2 separate regions of the Mus musculus genome follow, and region 1 is linked to region 2. Evidence: chromatin contacts called from public HiChIP or PLAC-seq data. All regions are on one chromosome and are shown on one strand. Each heading gives the region's core, a stretch centred on a gene start, on an enhancer-like site or on the middle of the called end of the contact. The rest is flanking DNA. Distances are from core to core; before and after follow the strand shown.

What was found. HiChIP or PLAC-seq counts read pairs in DNA pulled down with a chosen protein or histone mark.
Region 1: a BATF HiChIP or PLAC-seq map of CD8 T cells shows a contact between it and region 2, with 7 read pairs. The contact joins two enhancer-like sites. A contact is called at or near these places in 5 of 484 Hi-C or Micro-C datasets (cerebellar granule neurons, cerebellum, embryonic stem cells and 1 more) and 4 of 115 datasets of contacts at active chromatin or transcription factors (CD8 T cells, embryonic stem cells and neural progenitor cells).

Annotation. Positions count from the first base shown.
Region 1 is chr15:37,898,610-37,902,194 of GRCm38.p6, forward strand. It overlaps Gm35019 (a long non-coding RNA gene), which reads right to left. Exons shown (of 7, transcript XR_383951.4): 2 at 1,024-1,307; 3 at 578-589. Among named protein-coding and RNA genes, the nearest start is that of Gm35019, 7.6 kb to the right of the region's middle. Within about 2 kb of position 1,467, at least 10 of the 459 cell types and tissues checked have an H3K27ac peak or open chromatin away from gene starts, as enhancers often do. A contact at or near this core is called in CD8 T cells, where this site is marked.
Region 2 is chr15:37,655,105-37,658,315 of GRCm38.p6, forward strand. It overlaps a transcript of Ncald not described here. Among named protein-coding and RNA genes, the nearest start is that of Gm41304, 15 kb to the left of the region's middle. Within about 2 kb of position 1,842, at least 8 of the 459 cell types and tissues checked have an H3K27ac peak or open chromatin away from gene starts, as enhancers often do. A contact at or near this core is called in CD8 T cells, where this site is marked.

The sequences.
Region 1 (3,585 bases), core at 217-2,716, 240 kb after region 2:
TATCCTAGCTCTGAACCACAGGTGAAATTCCCCACATGATTTAAACAAAATCTGTATATAAATCTATCCTAAAAGCAAATAATCCCAATGTTATAAATTCACAGTTAAATCAATATCTGCCCCAAGATAAAGGCAGCTTCCATTCTCCAGCTCTCTGACTCAGAGCAGCCATCTTGTCTCTTTCCACAGCAGGGGACCTCAGAGCCCTCTTTTTTTTTTTTTTTTTTGTTTGTTTCAAGGCTCCCTCGCTTAAGTACACATGACTCATCATCCCAGCACCACCTTTCTCTCACTTAGAAAATAAAACTCTAACTCTCAGGCTAATAATCTTAAATTTCTAGTGGATTCTTGCCTAACACGTTGGTTTACCACATGTTGTGGGAAGCAATAAAAAGGAACCTTGCCATGCTATGGCCAGTCAAGCACTGGTGGGCAAGTCTCTCTGACTCAGAGCTCCAAAATCTCTCCACCCAGATAAGTTCCCACTGGCAGGTCACTACCACACCAGCCCCGTGCTTCAAAACTCCTACATCCTTTTGGGGGACACATCAGGCAAACCCATGCTTTGCTGCCATACCTTTCTCTCTCTCTGGAACACCGCCGAGCCACCACATGAAGGAAAACAACACAAAGTTAGTTCAGAAACAATGGTAACTCAATCACTGACTACAACAACGAGAATTCTAATCTTGTAAGCTTTATTAAATGTAAATCCTCCTGTGGCAAATCCTGGCAGATTCACTATCTAAACTGGGAGACACTAGTAGCCAGATCTTGTCCTTTCCCTGTCTCTGTCAAAAAACCCTTCTCCTGCTTCCTCTCTTCCTCTGACCAACCCCGGAAGTCCCTGTGTTTCCATTTTCTTGACATAGAAAATATATTTCTTTTTTTTTTATTCTCTAAAATTTTTCTTAAGGACTTCACCCTCTTATCTTTAAACCAAATAGTTTTTCTTTCTTTCTTTCTTTCTTTTTTAATTCAGTTTCCCTTCTCTTTTATAGTTTTCTAAACTCAATACCTTACCTGCTCAGATGTCTGTGGCTTTTCAATCCTATTGCAGCTCAGGGTAAGTGCTCCTCTGTCCTTCTGCACATTTCCAGGCTCCTCGGACTAGCATGTATCTGTAGTGGCCAGCTCCACCCTCTCAGCTCAGTTCAGAAGGTTGTCCCATTGGCTTTGCCTCCTGCCAGTTCTAGACAGGCCACTCCCACCTGCTGTGCTTCTGTGAGGGTTCAGGCCTTCACCCAAGGGCACCCATGGGTATTCTTGGTGCCCACTTGCCCTGCCACATTTGGCTGGGCTGCCACCTGTCATCAAGCATCAGGATGGGGGCTCAGTGGGCCTGGACTGGGGTGCTGAATTTCCCATAAGCCTCAGCATGAGTCATACCTTCCACCCAGCAGAGCACTGGCTCCCCAGAGCAGCATGCAACATGAGAAGTGTTTCCTGTGGGGCTGTGCCTTGAGGCTCTGGTTCCTCACTCTACTGCCTCATACAGGCCTCTGCTCTCCCTAGAAGATGGCCATGGTGCACCTTGGAGGGATAAGAGGCCTGTATTTCCATACTCAGCCTCTTCATGTTTTTTTGCCTCCACTGTTCACTGGCTTCTGTGGCCAACCACACCAAACGGAGCAGCCTGCCCACCATCACAGAGCAGTATGCTAAACCATCCTTCCCAATGGCTTCTCAGGCTCTAAACCTGGATAACATGCCCCACATTGGGTGTCATCTATTAAAGTGTTTGTTTTTCCTCCTGGTTCCAAGCTCCCATAATAACCACTCAGACTCAAAATATATTTACAGATATCTAGGCCATATAGCTAGGCTCTTCTCTGATAACCCACTTATATTAGCCTATATTCTGCCATGTGGCTGGTCACCTCTGCTCAGGTATCATTCATCTGTCCTCCTCACATCTTCCCCAGCAACTCTTCCCACACCTGGCTCTTTCCCAGAATCCTCTCTGCCTACCAGTTGTCCCACCTTCTAGTCTACCCTTTTCTATAGGCCGTAGGTTTTCTTAATTGACAGGTGATTCGTCCATAAAATACACAAGCTGTTCTCTGTACACACATTCTCACTTCCTACTGCATCAGAGTCTGTGTGCATGACTTTCAGAATCCATATCCAACGACCTCTTCCCTAAACCACTCTCTCACCTTACCTTAAAATACACACTGGAGAATTTTAAATGTGGTTCCTTCCACAACCTAAATTCCATCCTTATCACTCCAGAAATTAATTTTGGTATCAGATTACCAGTTCTCTGTCTCCCTTTGTATCATGGTTAAAGTATAACCAAACACAAGAAAGAGCTGTTTATCCTGACAGGAAAAAACCCTTTAAGGACTGCATTGTTCACTCTGTCTCCCGCCACTGAACAGTTTGTTATAATTTCCTGTTTCCCTCTAATTGCTTTCTCCCCTGGCTGCTCAGAACCAGAGTTTTAAAGTTGAATTCTTCTCTCTGAGACTAATAGAAACTACAACTATTCACAACTAAAGAAATACTACATAATGCTTCTTTCCCCTTCCCTCCCTTTCCCCCACCCCGTTACTCTCTTCCAGCACAAATAACTGTTTTGACCAATCAGGTGAGTCCATCAACTCATTCCAGCCAGCTTTTCAGACCTGCTTCTTTCTCTTTATGTATTAGCACAAATTGAATAGCAATCAAAATATGAGTTCACATTTGTCACCCAATGACATTTGAAAGTTGGTCCCCAATCATTATGTAAAGACCTGGCCAGTACCACGGCCTTTTCTAGTCCTTGAGTTATGGACTCTCCCAAGAACTTTATGAAGCAAACAGCTATGTTTTAGAGTGGTTTCAACTTATCTCCTTTTTTCCTGTTTCAACATGTTCCTACAATGGCAAAAACTGATACAGGTGGTTACATGTTGAGACAACTGCACACAGCTGTACAAATTAGAGACCTCTCTGGTAAGGAGAGAGGACTGCCTGCCGTTCCTGCCATAGACTTTCCCCCTTGCTTTCATGAACACTCTGTTAGGGAGGGGTGATTTCTTAACCTTCTGTGTGCTCCAACTGGCCTAGATCAGAGCAGGGATGTAGGTCCAGTGAGAGACAGGAAATGGCCCTTAAGCCTGTTACCCCCTTAGTCTTAGGATTTTGTTGCTATTATGACCAAAGCAAGTCTTATAAAGAAAAGCATTACTTAGGGCTGGCTTACCGTTTCAGAGGTTTAGTCAGTTATTCTGATGGTAGGAAGCATGGCAGCATGCAAGCAGACACGGTCCTTGGGAAGGAGGTTTAAGAGTTCTACATCCAGATCAATGGGCAGCTGAAGGAGACTGTATCACTGGATATAGCTTGAGCATAGGAGACCTCAAAGCCTGCCTCCATGGTGGCACACTTCCTCCAACAAGGCCACACCCACTCCAACAAAGCCACACCTCCTAATAGTGCCACTCCCTATAGCCCAAGCCTTCAAACACATGAGTCTATGGGGCCATAGCTACTCAAACCACTACACATGCTAAGGATTTAGAGATGCATGGCTGGAGGGGCGAGATAATGACCTCAGTCTGTATTGCTTTTGAAATAGGAGGTTGTTTTAATTGA
Region 2 (3,211 bases), core at 592-3,091:
TTATAGATAGAGACAGTAAAACAAAGGCTAAGTAATTAGCCCATAACAGCTGGTTATCAACAGAAATGACCTTGACCTCGGGTCTCCTGACACCTATCCCAACATTCTTCCCACTTCAGAAGCTAAAAGACCGCTGCTCACCGCAGTCAGCGCCCCTCACTGAGGAGCAGGATTTAGCAGCATTTTAGACAGAACATTTGAGTGATGTTTGAATAGCAGCTTTGATTGTGAGGTGTGACCTCAATTGCTAGACAATTTGTTCTCAAGCAAATACAAAAAGAAACAAAATGCCTATTTATTTATATTTTTTTGACTGAGGAAAAAGAAAAAAAGCATTCCTACATCTAACTTGCGAACAAGTTTTGCAAAAGAAAGGGGGTTCTTATCTGAGTGTTGTATCACACTTGGTCTCTCCGCCAGAAAGCGTAAGCCAGACCAAAGAACTAGCGTATCCCAAGGAGCCATACAAAGATGGAACTAAGAACCTAGGCAGGATTCACACATTTACTCAAGAAATTGCTTTTGAAAAATCAACTTAAGTCACCAGCCATTTCCTTTAAGACACTGGGCCCCTGTCAGCCACCTCAGACCCTTACACTGAGTGGACAGCTAGTCTCCAAGGTGTTCTTCTGCTGCCTGCAAAGCATCCCTTTCATAAGAAGAAGCAGAGAAAGCAATATGGAGGCCCAGAGCAACAGGATCTCACAGGCAGACAGCATAGATAGCATCAAAAAAAAATCCTAAGCAGTATTTTTAAAAGAAACCCATAAGAAATGGGTAATTTCTATGATTTTCAAATTCTATTTTAACAAAAAGAAGGGAAATATGAAATGATTACATATATGTAATGTGTATGTAACACGTGTATACCCATGTGGATGGGGAGGGTTCTAAACAATGAGTGTTCCATGTGTGTAGCGTCTATACCTGTTCAGCAAACCATAGCCTGAAAAAGATAGAGAAGGAACTAACACAAACGCCACTGCTGAGCTGACGGACAAGAGTCTGCTCCTCCTCGAACTGCATCTCTACTGACCATGCGGAGACTTTCTCCCTTGTTATCATTCCCAAGATGGTATAATAGAACAATCATTCACAATGCATTGGGTGTTCTAAGCAACCCAGAGAGGATATGCAGAAGGATATATGTAGCCATAGGTAAATACTACACCATGCTCTATGAGAGGCCTCTGCATTTGAGGATTTTGATAGTGAAGGAGGTCCGAGATGTAATTCCTCTGAACGCTGAGAGCCAACTGTACATACAAACCACAGCTGTGGGTCCAATAGTTTAAAGCCTAGGCATTAGAACCAGACAGGCTGAGTCTCTGTCCCATACTGTATTGACATTAAGAAAGATCCTTGAGATATTTCATGGTCAGTTTCTCCATGGAAAGCAAAGACATGATGACGTGAGTTAAGTCATAGCTGTGAGCACTGGGTGACAGAAGCTGTAAAGATCAGGGAACATTGTCTGGCCTGTAGAAATCATACTGAAAGTGCTGATGTTACTATTGTCATTGTTAACTGTGTCAGAGACAAATGTGTCACTGTGTGACCATGGAAACCCCCTCCTCTCCTCCAGAGGAAGCCAGACACTTGTTCATCAGCTCAGCATTGACATTTGTATTAGTTCCATCTCCACTGCTGTATAAAACACCATGGCCAAGGCAAGGGATAGAAGGAAAGGTTCATTTGGGGTTTAGGATTCTACAGCAATAAGAGTCCACCTTGGCAAGGGAGTATGGCAGCAGACATGGTGGAAGTAAGGGCTAGGAGCTCACATCTCAAACCACAAACATGAATCAGAGAGTGCACTGGACACAGCCACTTGGCTTTTGAAACCGTAACACCTCCTCTCCAGTGACATACTTCCTCCAGCAAAGCCACGCCTCCTAAGCCACCGCAGGCAAGGCTACCAAGCAGGAACCAAGAACTCAGATGCCTGAGACTTATGGGGGGCTTCCACTCAAAACACCACAAGTTTTTCTTACTGTGTGAAATATGAGTATGAGCAAACTCTCTCTGAAGATACTTAGACTCCTTCCTAAAGAAGATTCTAGGCATCCAGGAGAGTCATGTCTTAGAGTGGGCTGGCATGGGTAAGGCTTCTAGGAAGACAACTCAATAACTGAGCTAGACAGTAAGAGCAACAGAAAGCAGTGGGAAGGCCAATCAGAACCGAGATAGCATACCTGTGGGGCAGACTCCACATGGTTGGACTGGGAAGGAAAGAGTGCCTCTGGAGGACTTTTGTGACGTGTTCTTTGCTAAACATAACTGACATTGGTGTTTCTCATTGGCTTGGGTATTTGTTGTACGTGGTGATTGCTATACTGAGACCTTGATGGGAACCCAGCTCTTCAGTGGGCAGTATGGCAAGAATGTAATTTTGAGGACATGGTTTCAGACTTATAATAATAACATATGATCACACAATGGTAAATATCATTTCATTGAACAGGGCACACAGCATTCAAAGGGAGCTAAATGTTCCTGAGATGTATCCATGGCAGCCCTTTGAAAAGTCCTGTGGTACTAGGTATCCAGAGCCATGGAACTGTCTTTCCTTCTAAGCGTAGCACACAGTCATCTAAAAGCAACACAGGAAACTTGGTGCAAGCAAGATGCTCATAGACGCATGATGCCTAACAGCTAAAAAAGTAGAAACACGCAACCAAATCATAGCACGCTGATTTAACAGAATGATATGACTTTAACAAACTAGTTTTACAATGTGAAGAAATGTTATGATGTATGTATGCTACCTTGTAAAAACCCAGGATAACAAAGCTAACTGTGGAACTCCTCATATTCAGTTTCAAGGACACAGAAAATTAAAAACAGTCATTGCTCCTATTAGAGGCTAGGGCCAGCAAGATGGCACAGCAGGTTGGGACACTTGCCACCAAGCCTGATGACCTCATTGTGATCCCAGGGACCCACGTGATGGAAGGATAAAAAGGACCTACTAAAAGTTGTCCTACTCCACACACTCACTGTAGCATGTCCATACCCTCTCCATCTCCCACACATAAACAAACAAACAAGTAAAATCATGGGCTATATTTCACAAAAGGAAGCACAGGTTTGGCATTGTAAATCTGGCCAAGAGCCCATGATTAGGGAGATCACAGGTCAGGAGTTAACCTGTGTCTATTCTTCTGCCAAACAGGCAGAGTATAAACTGCCCTCAAGTTTATATCTTTAT